2 separate regions of the Mus musculus genome follow, and region 1 is linked to region 2. The links are chromatin contacts, called in public Hi-C maps. All regions are on one chromosome and are shown on one strand. The core of a region is the stretch at or near the end of the contact, and the rest is flanking DNA. Distances in the headings are between cores, read along the strand shown.

Region 1 (4,167 bases), core at 764-3,263, 230 kb before region 2:
AGTACCTTTTCTAATGAACTTTTTACTTAAGGGGTAAAGCTTTGTACTAGCATTTAGTGCTTCTGTGTAGAGAGAGGAAGAGAATGGTAGTGTGTTTTGAAGAATTAAAATGTTGCATGTTGTAAAGAAAGCCTTCGTAAACTCAACCAAGATAGGTTGTCCTGACTCACACTGGTAATTCCTTTGTTAGAAGAGTTTTAAGAAAATGCCTTTGTTCCCTGATTTTGGTGGACACTGTGTTTTTAACATGGTTTTCTTCAGTATCCTATAGTAATGGCTTGGCGTTAGGCCATAGTGACAGAGGTTAGGATATAGACACACAAACTATGTGTTTAAAGGATTTGCTTATACCCACACACTGGGAATGATGGGTGTGTGATACTTTACCAAGTAACAGATGTGGGTGTATCCTGCTTGGTTGCTCTCCTGGGGTGTTAACTTCCTTTTCTAGGTGACAGATTGCTTCGCATAATAGGAATAATAATGTATGTGAGAACTTACTGTGTGCCAGACAGTGTATAGGCACATACGTAGACCACTGCATCCCTTTAGCCACCCTGTGAGAAACACATCAATCTGCATAAAGTATTGAAACAGGAATATACATCTCATGATGAAGAATGAAGAGATTATACCTGTCAATCAAGACAGTAGTCAATAAATCATATATCATAGTTTATACTCCTTTGAAAAGCTACATATAATCACTAAGGGTTTTTTAAAAAATAATTTAAAATGTGAGTTACAGCTTGCAGTATCTAATATTTAAGCTGTAGCTTTCAGAATACTTGGAGTAACTACTGAATGGGCATTAAGTTTTATTTTGCTGCCTATAGGAAAACAATACTTTATTACGTTGTCACCCTTCCTACAGAGTCACTTGTTAAATGCCAGTGACTGACAAAACTAACTAGTTACTGACAAAACTAACTAGTACTTGCTGCTGCCTGTTTATACTCTGCCTGTAGGACTTGCTCTGTGTACTAACCCTCATTAACCTAGGTAGGCACGCTGCGGTTTCTGTGGACTCGACTGCCGTTCATGAAATGGAAACACATACTATGTCCGGCGCTTCTGTAAAGGCAGTAAATGCAGGTGTTGAAATCCATCATTGGCCATGTTCACGTGATCGCATGAGCAGTCTTGTTGATTGTAAAGCTAACACCAGAAGCCTCGTATACGCCGGGCGCACCATGAGGTTCCGAAGCAGTAGCAGGGATTGTGGGGACGCTGACTATAAAGCACTGGCAGGCAGGCTGTGCAGAGATGACACTGGACATTGGTGTTGCATGTGTTTCATACCAGGCGAGGACAGCTCCTGTACAGCTACTTCTGTACAGTGTTTATATGATTTATCTTTTTATTTATGAAAATAAAAGCCATTTTACTTACATGTTCGCTGGATTTATGTGGTGATTATCTGCTAGTAGATTTGGTGCAGGAAAAATTCTTATACTTTAAATGACAGTTGGGTCTGTTCTTTGCTTCCTGAGTTAATTTCCTTGACACACTTAGTTTATGCTTGTGTTTGTACTGGGACTTAACCACATCTTCATGTGGAAAGCACAGCTTTAATTAGCTCATCCAGCCCATTGTACCAGTTCAACACCATATTCTGTGAGCTGTGGCTAGCCAGGGCTGGGCACCTCCAGGGTGTCCGACAATGACATGCATTATCTACCATGATGTAAACATTGGGAAATGCCCAGAAACAGGCACATAACTGCACACCGTTACTACTGAAGATAAAGGTGCAAGATCATCCCAGGTGACCCGTGGTCCTGAGGAGTGGCAGTGGGTGGCTTACACGGGATTTGTCCCTGTTGTGCATTCTCACTGACTGCTGTGCACACACAGCTCCAGTTCCTTCTATGAGGTTGTGCTCAGCACAGGTTAGACCCCTACACAGCATCGTGAATTGGGAACAGTGGAGGCTGGAAAGGGTTGGATAGTTCCTGTGTAAATTACCCAATGCTGGTTCTTTGCTGTTGTAACCCAATCCATTTGCAAACATGATGGTAAGTACCAAGAGAGTAGTAACAGACTGTTGGTGAGATGCCTTCCTCCTTCAAGTCAGAAGCCAGCATGAGCTTTCTTGGTATAAATAAACTGAAATGATTATAGATAACAAGAAAAATACTAAGATTGTTTAAAAACAGAAAAAACTTGCAAGTTTGTATTTTGTAATTCATTACATAGTTCCTTCCATACTCACTAAATTTAATCGCATGATTCATTAAGTGAATGCTGAGTTCCAGCCATACATCAGGACACGAATGTCACTGGGCAGAAGATGACAGCAGCAAACTAGGAAAAACATCACCTGCTGTGGTTTGAATGAGAATGCCCCCATAGGTTCACTTATGTGATATTTGGTCCCCAGCTGGTGAAACTTTGGGATTAAGGGGTATGGCCTTGTTAGAGGCGGTGTTTCATTGGATACAAGCTTCAGACTTCAAACTGAATCAAGATGTGAGCTCTCAGCTCCTGCCCCAGCGTTCTACCATGTGTTTGCTATGATGTAGATTAACCACCAGGAAGCCTAATTCATATGTTTTCTATAAGTTGCCTTTGGCTGTGATGTTTTGTCACATCAATAGAAAAATAAGCCAGAAGTTAGGACTCTAGAGTGGGCTACTGCTCACACAAACCTAGCCATGTTTGTTGTTTGTTTTGAAGAATGTGGAAGACTTATTTTGAACTATAAAATCAGTTGGACACTGAGCAAAGGTTAGGAGCTCAGAGGACAGTAGTTCTGGGGATAATGGGGACTGGAGGTCTAACTCAGGTTTTAGAGAAGAATATTAGCAATTGGGATAGAAAGCGTTCTCGTGAGATTTTGGCAAAGCATGTGGTTGCTCTCTGCCCTTGTCCTAAGGACATGCCTGAGACTAAACTGAAAGGTTAGATCAAGATTTGGTGGAGGAGAGTCTTCACTGTGACCTGATATTTACTCTGCTGGGTGTGTGATTACTAGAGTTTACTCTTGATGCAGATTTGTGAAAAGCAAGGGAGCAGAAAGAAAGAAAAATATACAGTTTAAGGAGGACCGGAGTCCTCAGGTCAGTCAGCCTTCCACCCATGTAGCCTGTACCTCCTGGGATGTGCAGCCAGGGCAGGACTGCATGCAGCTGTGGGCAAGGAGCATGGGGGTGGGGCTGGAGTCTCAGGCATGGAGTTCAATGACCATCCTCACTCCCTCCGCAGGAGAACGTCAGTCATGTGAGGGTAAAGTGCAGGTGATCACACTTGCTGTGGTTTCAAGACAACATCCAGGTCATGCCCCAACAAGACTGCCATAACAAAAGCACAAGAGGTCAGACCACAGTCCCAGAAGCCATTGTAAGGTTTGACATTGTAAGGCTTTGACTTGAGTGATCCCCTAGAGAGGTTTATACAGGAGTGACAGGACCAAAGAGTTGAACAACTTTGGCTGCTTGTTGTTGTTGTTGCTGTTTTAAGTCTAGACTATATAGGAAGCCTAAGGAGACCTTTACAAATAATACAGGTGTGTAGACCAGGGTGGGACAGTTGAATGGCAGAAATTCTTAGTGTTCTGGAAATATACAAGATAATTTCTTGATATATCTAATATGAGGTTTGGTTAAAGAATCAAGAATGGCCAATACTATAGGGATAGAATTGTCATATATTGAGATAGCAAGACAAGCAGGGTAGATTGTGTTATGTGGTGTGTGTGTGTATGTATGTGTGTGTTGATTCAGTCTAACCAGGATTGAGACATCCAAGAAAAGATGGCAAGGAGGTGGCTCTGTGAAATATAGCCAAAGCAAAAGCCTGATGTGGAATACATAAACCCCACAGTCATCTGAGTTTAGACAGTATTTAAGCCACAGAGCCAAAGGGGATAATGAAAAGGCAGCTGGAGGGCTGGTGAGATGGCTCAGTGGGTAAGAGCACCCGACTGCTCTTCCAAAGGTCCGGAGTTCGAATCCCAGCAACCACATAGTGGCTCACAGCCATCCGTAATGAGATCTGACTCCCTCTTCTGGAGTGTCTGAGGACAGCTACAGTGTACTTACATATAATAATAAAAAAAAATAAATCTTAAAAAAAAAAAAAAAAAGGCAGCTGAACACAGGATAGGGCCGGCTGATTACATTGTGTATCTGGGAGCACCCTTGATCACCTAAGAGTCAGGTTTTT
Region 2 (4,064 bases), core at 1,294-3,793:
CCCATAGGGTCTTTAAGAATTTGACAATTTCACACCAAGTCTCATGGCACGTGCCTTTAATGTCAGCACTTGCTGGGTAGAGGCAGGGGGATCTCTGAGTTCAAGGACAGCCTGATTTATAAGAACAAATTTCAGCACGGCCAGAGCTACAAGGAGAAGCCCTGTCTCAAAGAACAAAACAAAACAAAAATTTGACAAACTTCATTTTAACTCTCTTTAGGCTGAATCACATGACACTCCAGCAGGCTCTCACGTACAAACCAGAATGGAGCCAACAAACACTTGGGGTCTGTAAAAATCCTTTCGTATGGCTAGATTGCTTGGGAAGTTGAGTCACCAACAGAAGACAATCTTTAATCTTGGAAGCAGAGTCAAGAGGATTGAATATGAAAGTTTAAACTTTAACGGTATCAAGCCAGAGTTAAACCATAGAGAAAGTGCTCATTACTTATAATTCTTGGCTGGGTTGTCAATAGGTGCCCATTAAAAAGTGTTTGATCCATGAGCATATCCTACCTACAATATCCAGACCCTGGTGTACAAGGGGCCAACCACATACAACACTATGGTCTCTGGTTTGAAATGCAGTGGTATAGATTAGGGATAAGGGCATTACCTCAGTTGTGAGTGACAAATTTTGAGTTAGGAGACAGACATGGAGGACCAGTAAGCATGTAGGTTCAGGAGCCAGTCCCTGCCCTGGGGCCATATAACTTGGAAGCCATTGATCTGTCTCTGTAGGGGGAAAACTGGCAGAATGTTTAGTTGGGCTATGTGGCTCATCACAGATCAGAGACCAGGGCCACTGGCCCCAGGAGACCCAGCCCCACATAGCAGAAGCCCAGCTTTCATAAACACAGTTTGATGCACAAACTTTTTGTCCCTAAAGCCCGGTATGTCTTTGTTGAGCCACAAAATAGTCATCAAGTAATTGGGCGTGCCAACTGAGCTTCAATATCTCTGGGCCCATGACAGAAGTTCTAAAAGTCACCCAAGGGTCAGAGAGGTGGCTCAGCAGTAAGTGCACTTCTCACCAAGCCTAATGTCCTGGGTTCAATTCCTGAACTGTTGCCCTGATAATTAAGGTCCAAGTCTACCGTTGTCTGGGTAGCCTTCTGGGCTCCACACAAATGGAGGGCTCCCTTTACTAGCAGGGACTCCCCGTCTCTGACCTTAATCCCCACAGACCTCTATCTGCAGAATATCATGTAGCCTTAGTTAGATTACAGGTTTAACTGTCTTTCTCCTCATGAGAACCCATCCAGCTAGCACCTGAGATTCCTGGAATGCCTCTCCATCCTAATGAGGCATCTACACACCTTAAGCCTTCAGCCAATGACCTTTACCCATCCTGGATATTCTGACCCCACCCCCAAAACTATATACACTTTAAATCAGCCCAGGTAAAGCTGATCTGGCCCTGGTCTGTTGTCTTTACTGTATGTACTCACAGAGCTTCCGAACCCCCGTCCATAGTCTCTGCTTTCTTTGTAGTGGACTGATATTGGCCAATGATCCCCAGGGGCTGGGAGAGTCACAGCGACCTACACAGTAGAAGCAGAGACCCTGCCAATTGTACTCTGATCTCCCAATATGCCCTGTGTGTGGCACACTGAACCACCCAAAGTACATAGTTTAAAGTCATCTAAGTTTCCCTTCCCTAGCACAAGAAATGGATGATGGCACCTCTGTGGCCAAGCATGCCTTTCCGGGGAGGTGAATCTCATCACATATATCTGGTGTGTGTTCATTCTTCATATGATAGACAGTGGTGTAATCCAGCCAAGGACGACATGACTGCTGGTATGTTTATGCTTAATGATGTAAAAAGCTAGATACTCTTTTGATTTTTTTTGCAAGAAACCAAACCAAACTGGCTTCTGAAAACTTCTAACATAAAAGAGGAAAATTAAACAAAATTTGGCATCTTGGTACTTTAAGCCTTCAACCAATGACCTTTGCCCATCCTGGATATTCTAGCCCCATCCCCAAAACTATATAATCCTTGGCTCAGCCCAGGTAAAGTTTATTTGTTTCCCTGAAGCTGGTCCTGGTGTGTCCCTGAGATGCCATTTAATGTTGCACACTAGCCAGGACCCTGGATGACAATTGTGAGACAGCGTCTTCACTGTCATGAGCCCTACCCGCCCCCTTCTGGAGGCCAGTCTTCTGGACTCGGTTACTGGCTGAGAGACCTCCCACCCACAACCTAGTTCAGCAGGGAGTTTGAACACCCTGAATTTTAGCTGTAGAGAGAAAGTGAAGGCAGCTGAGGGCTACCTGCTGCCCTTCTCTTGAGCTTCTCATCCTCCTGCCCCATTCCCACTACTTGTCTAGGGTTCTTGCTTTCCGTGGGTACAGACATTCTGTCTAGGGGTGGGGGGCTCTGGAGAGGGAAGGCAAGGGTTAGAGAAAAGTTCAAAGGCCTGACCAGTAAAATTCCAGGGCTGAGTCCAAGTTCCCAGAATAGCAGTGGACAGAGATCAAGCTTCCTGGCCTCAGGGCGGGCCCCCAATGTGTTGAATGAAGCTGTTGGTTCGTTGGGTCTAGAGGGTGTGTGTGTCCGGGCGGGTGGGGGCAGAGATGACCAGAGATGACTGGAGAAGGATGTCCCCAGGGTGGTGACCACAGCCGCATGCGTTGCAAGCAGCCCACACCCCCCCCTCCATGGCCAGTTCTTTCTTTAGAAAGAGATATTTTGCTTTTTGTGGGATTGACAGGGCAGCAAGTGACAAGTCTGTGCAAGGCTTGTGTGACGTGGGCAGAGAGTATTTGTGGACAAGGGTGTGGGAGTATGGTGTCTGCCGGCAGCCAGCAAATGGAAAGCAGGCGCCTGAGCAAGCCACTCTGTTCCCAACACAATGGCGTATTTATTCGACTACCCTCTACAGAAGGGCTCTCGGTTCATTGGCACTGTGTTAAAACACAGAGCTCAACAGCCAGCCCATTCTGTAAGATGGGAGCTATTTTTCATAATTTCTTAGGTTCCATAAACATGGCGTTTCTCTTGATTTCTTATGAAGTATCAGAGACCCTAAAGCAAAAAGAAGCATTTAGGTAAAAATTGACTTCAAGGAGTGAATTAGCTTACTGGAAGTAGACAGGCGAAGCTAACTACTGTAGAATCATATTAACAAATGCTTTCTCCCGCTACCTGCTATGTGCAAAGGTTGCAAATGACTTACTGTGAGAACTAGTAACAGTCTTCCTCTTGGAGGACCTCAGTTTCCTCTTCTGATAGCTCATTCCACAAACATGGTTCCAGTCAAGACAAGCTAAGGGGATTGGAAGAATGGCAAGCAGGGCTAGTGTGGCTGGTAAAGTACTTGTCTAGCGTGCATGAAGGCGCTGGTTTGATCTGCTAGGGGCTACAGGAGACCCTGTTTCAAAAGCTGGGGGTGGAAGTGGGAGAAGTTAGGGTCGACCAAGCAGACAAAAATCTCTTCATCACACTTAGGAAGTGCCTGGTTAGAGCGTTGCAACTTGTGCCAAGGCACACTGAGGTATGCTTCTCTTCTGTGGGGTTGGAGACCGCAGGGTCACCACCACCTTGCTGTCTTTTCCCATTTACCTTTGCACACAAAGATTGCTGCCTGCACTCTGCCTTGCATGGTGGTGGCTCTCTGCAGACATGTCTGCAACTAGGTGGATGTGATCACACAGATGTGACCTGCCTGAGGGTAGTCAGTGCAGGCCCTGCCAGGGGACGCATCCCTACTGATGTGGACAGGGAACGGAGGGTTAATGGGGGGGGGGAGCCATCAGCTTATGAGGGACCACAAATCAGGTCAGAGATTGTGTTGGGCTCCCATTTAAAGTCTCTTCTTCTGGGGCGCAGAGATGACTGAGCTTAAACATTAGTGTTGGGTTCCTGGCACCTACACTGGGCAGCTCATAACAGTCTGTAGCTCCGGCTCCCAAGGATCCGACGCCACCTGCTGGACACTCTAGGTACCTACACTAATGTGCACACACACACACACACACACACACTCTTGCACATGGGTGCACACAAACAATTCAACATTAAAATCCTTTTAAAGATTCTCTTCTTCTATGGTGAC

Evidence for each region. Hi-C and Micro-C count contacts between places; a contact is called where the count stands out from the background.
Region 1: a contact with region 2 is called in a Hi-C map of cerebral cortex, with 1.8 times the contacts expected there. The contact joins the promoter of Fam177b here to the enhancer-like site in region 2. A contact is called at or near these places in 4 of 39 promoter capture datasets (the 3T3-L1 cell line, the C10 cell line, hippocampal neurons and 1 more), 1 of 15 datasets of contacts at CTCF or cohesin (pro-B cells), 7 of 484 Hi-C or Micro-C datasets (the G1E-ER4 cell line, bone marrow-derived macrophages, cardiomyocytes and 4 more), 11 of 115 datasets of contacts at active chromatin or transcription factors (T-cell acute lymphoblastic leukemia, acute myeloid leukemia, bone marrow-derived macrophages and 7 more) and 2 of 9 other capture datasets (adipose tissue and pancreatic islet).

What each region holds. Positions count from the first base shown.
Region 1 is chr1:183,273,578-183,277,744 of GRCm38.p6, reverse strand. Fam177b (protein FAM177B) reads left to right here and starts at 2,013. Exons shown (of 6, transcript XM_030244966.1): 1 at 2,013-2,018. The coding sequence starts at 2,013. It overlaps Brox (BRO1 domain and CAAX motif containing), which reads left to right. Exons shown (of 14, transcript NM_027861.4): 14 at 1-1,393.
Region 2 is chr1:183,042,095-183,046,158 of GRCm38.p6, reverse strand. No RefSeq gene overlaps it. Among named protein-coding and RNA genes, the nearest start is that of Gm33747, 22 kb to the left of the region's middle. Within about 2 kb of position 2,543, at least 28 of the 459 cell types and tissues checked have an H3K27ac peak or open chromatin away from gene starts, as enhancers often do. A contact at or near this core is called in cerebral cortex, where this site is marked.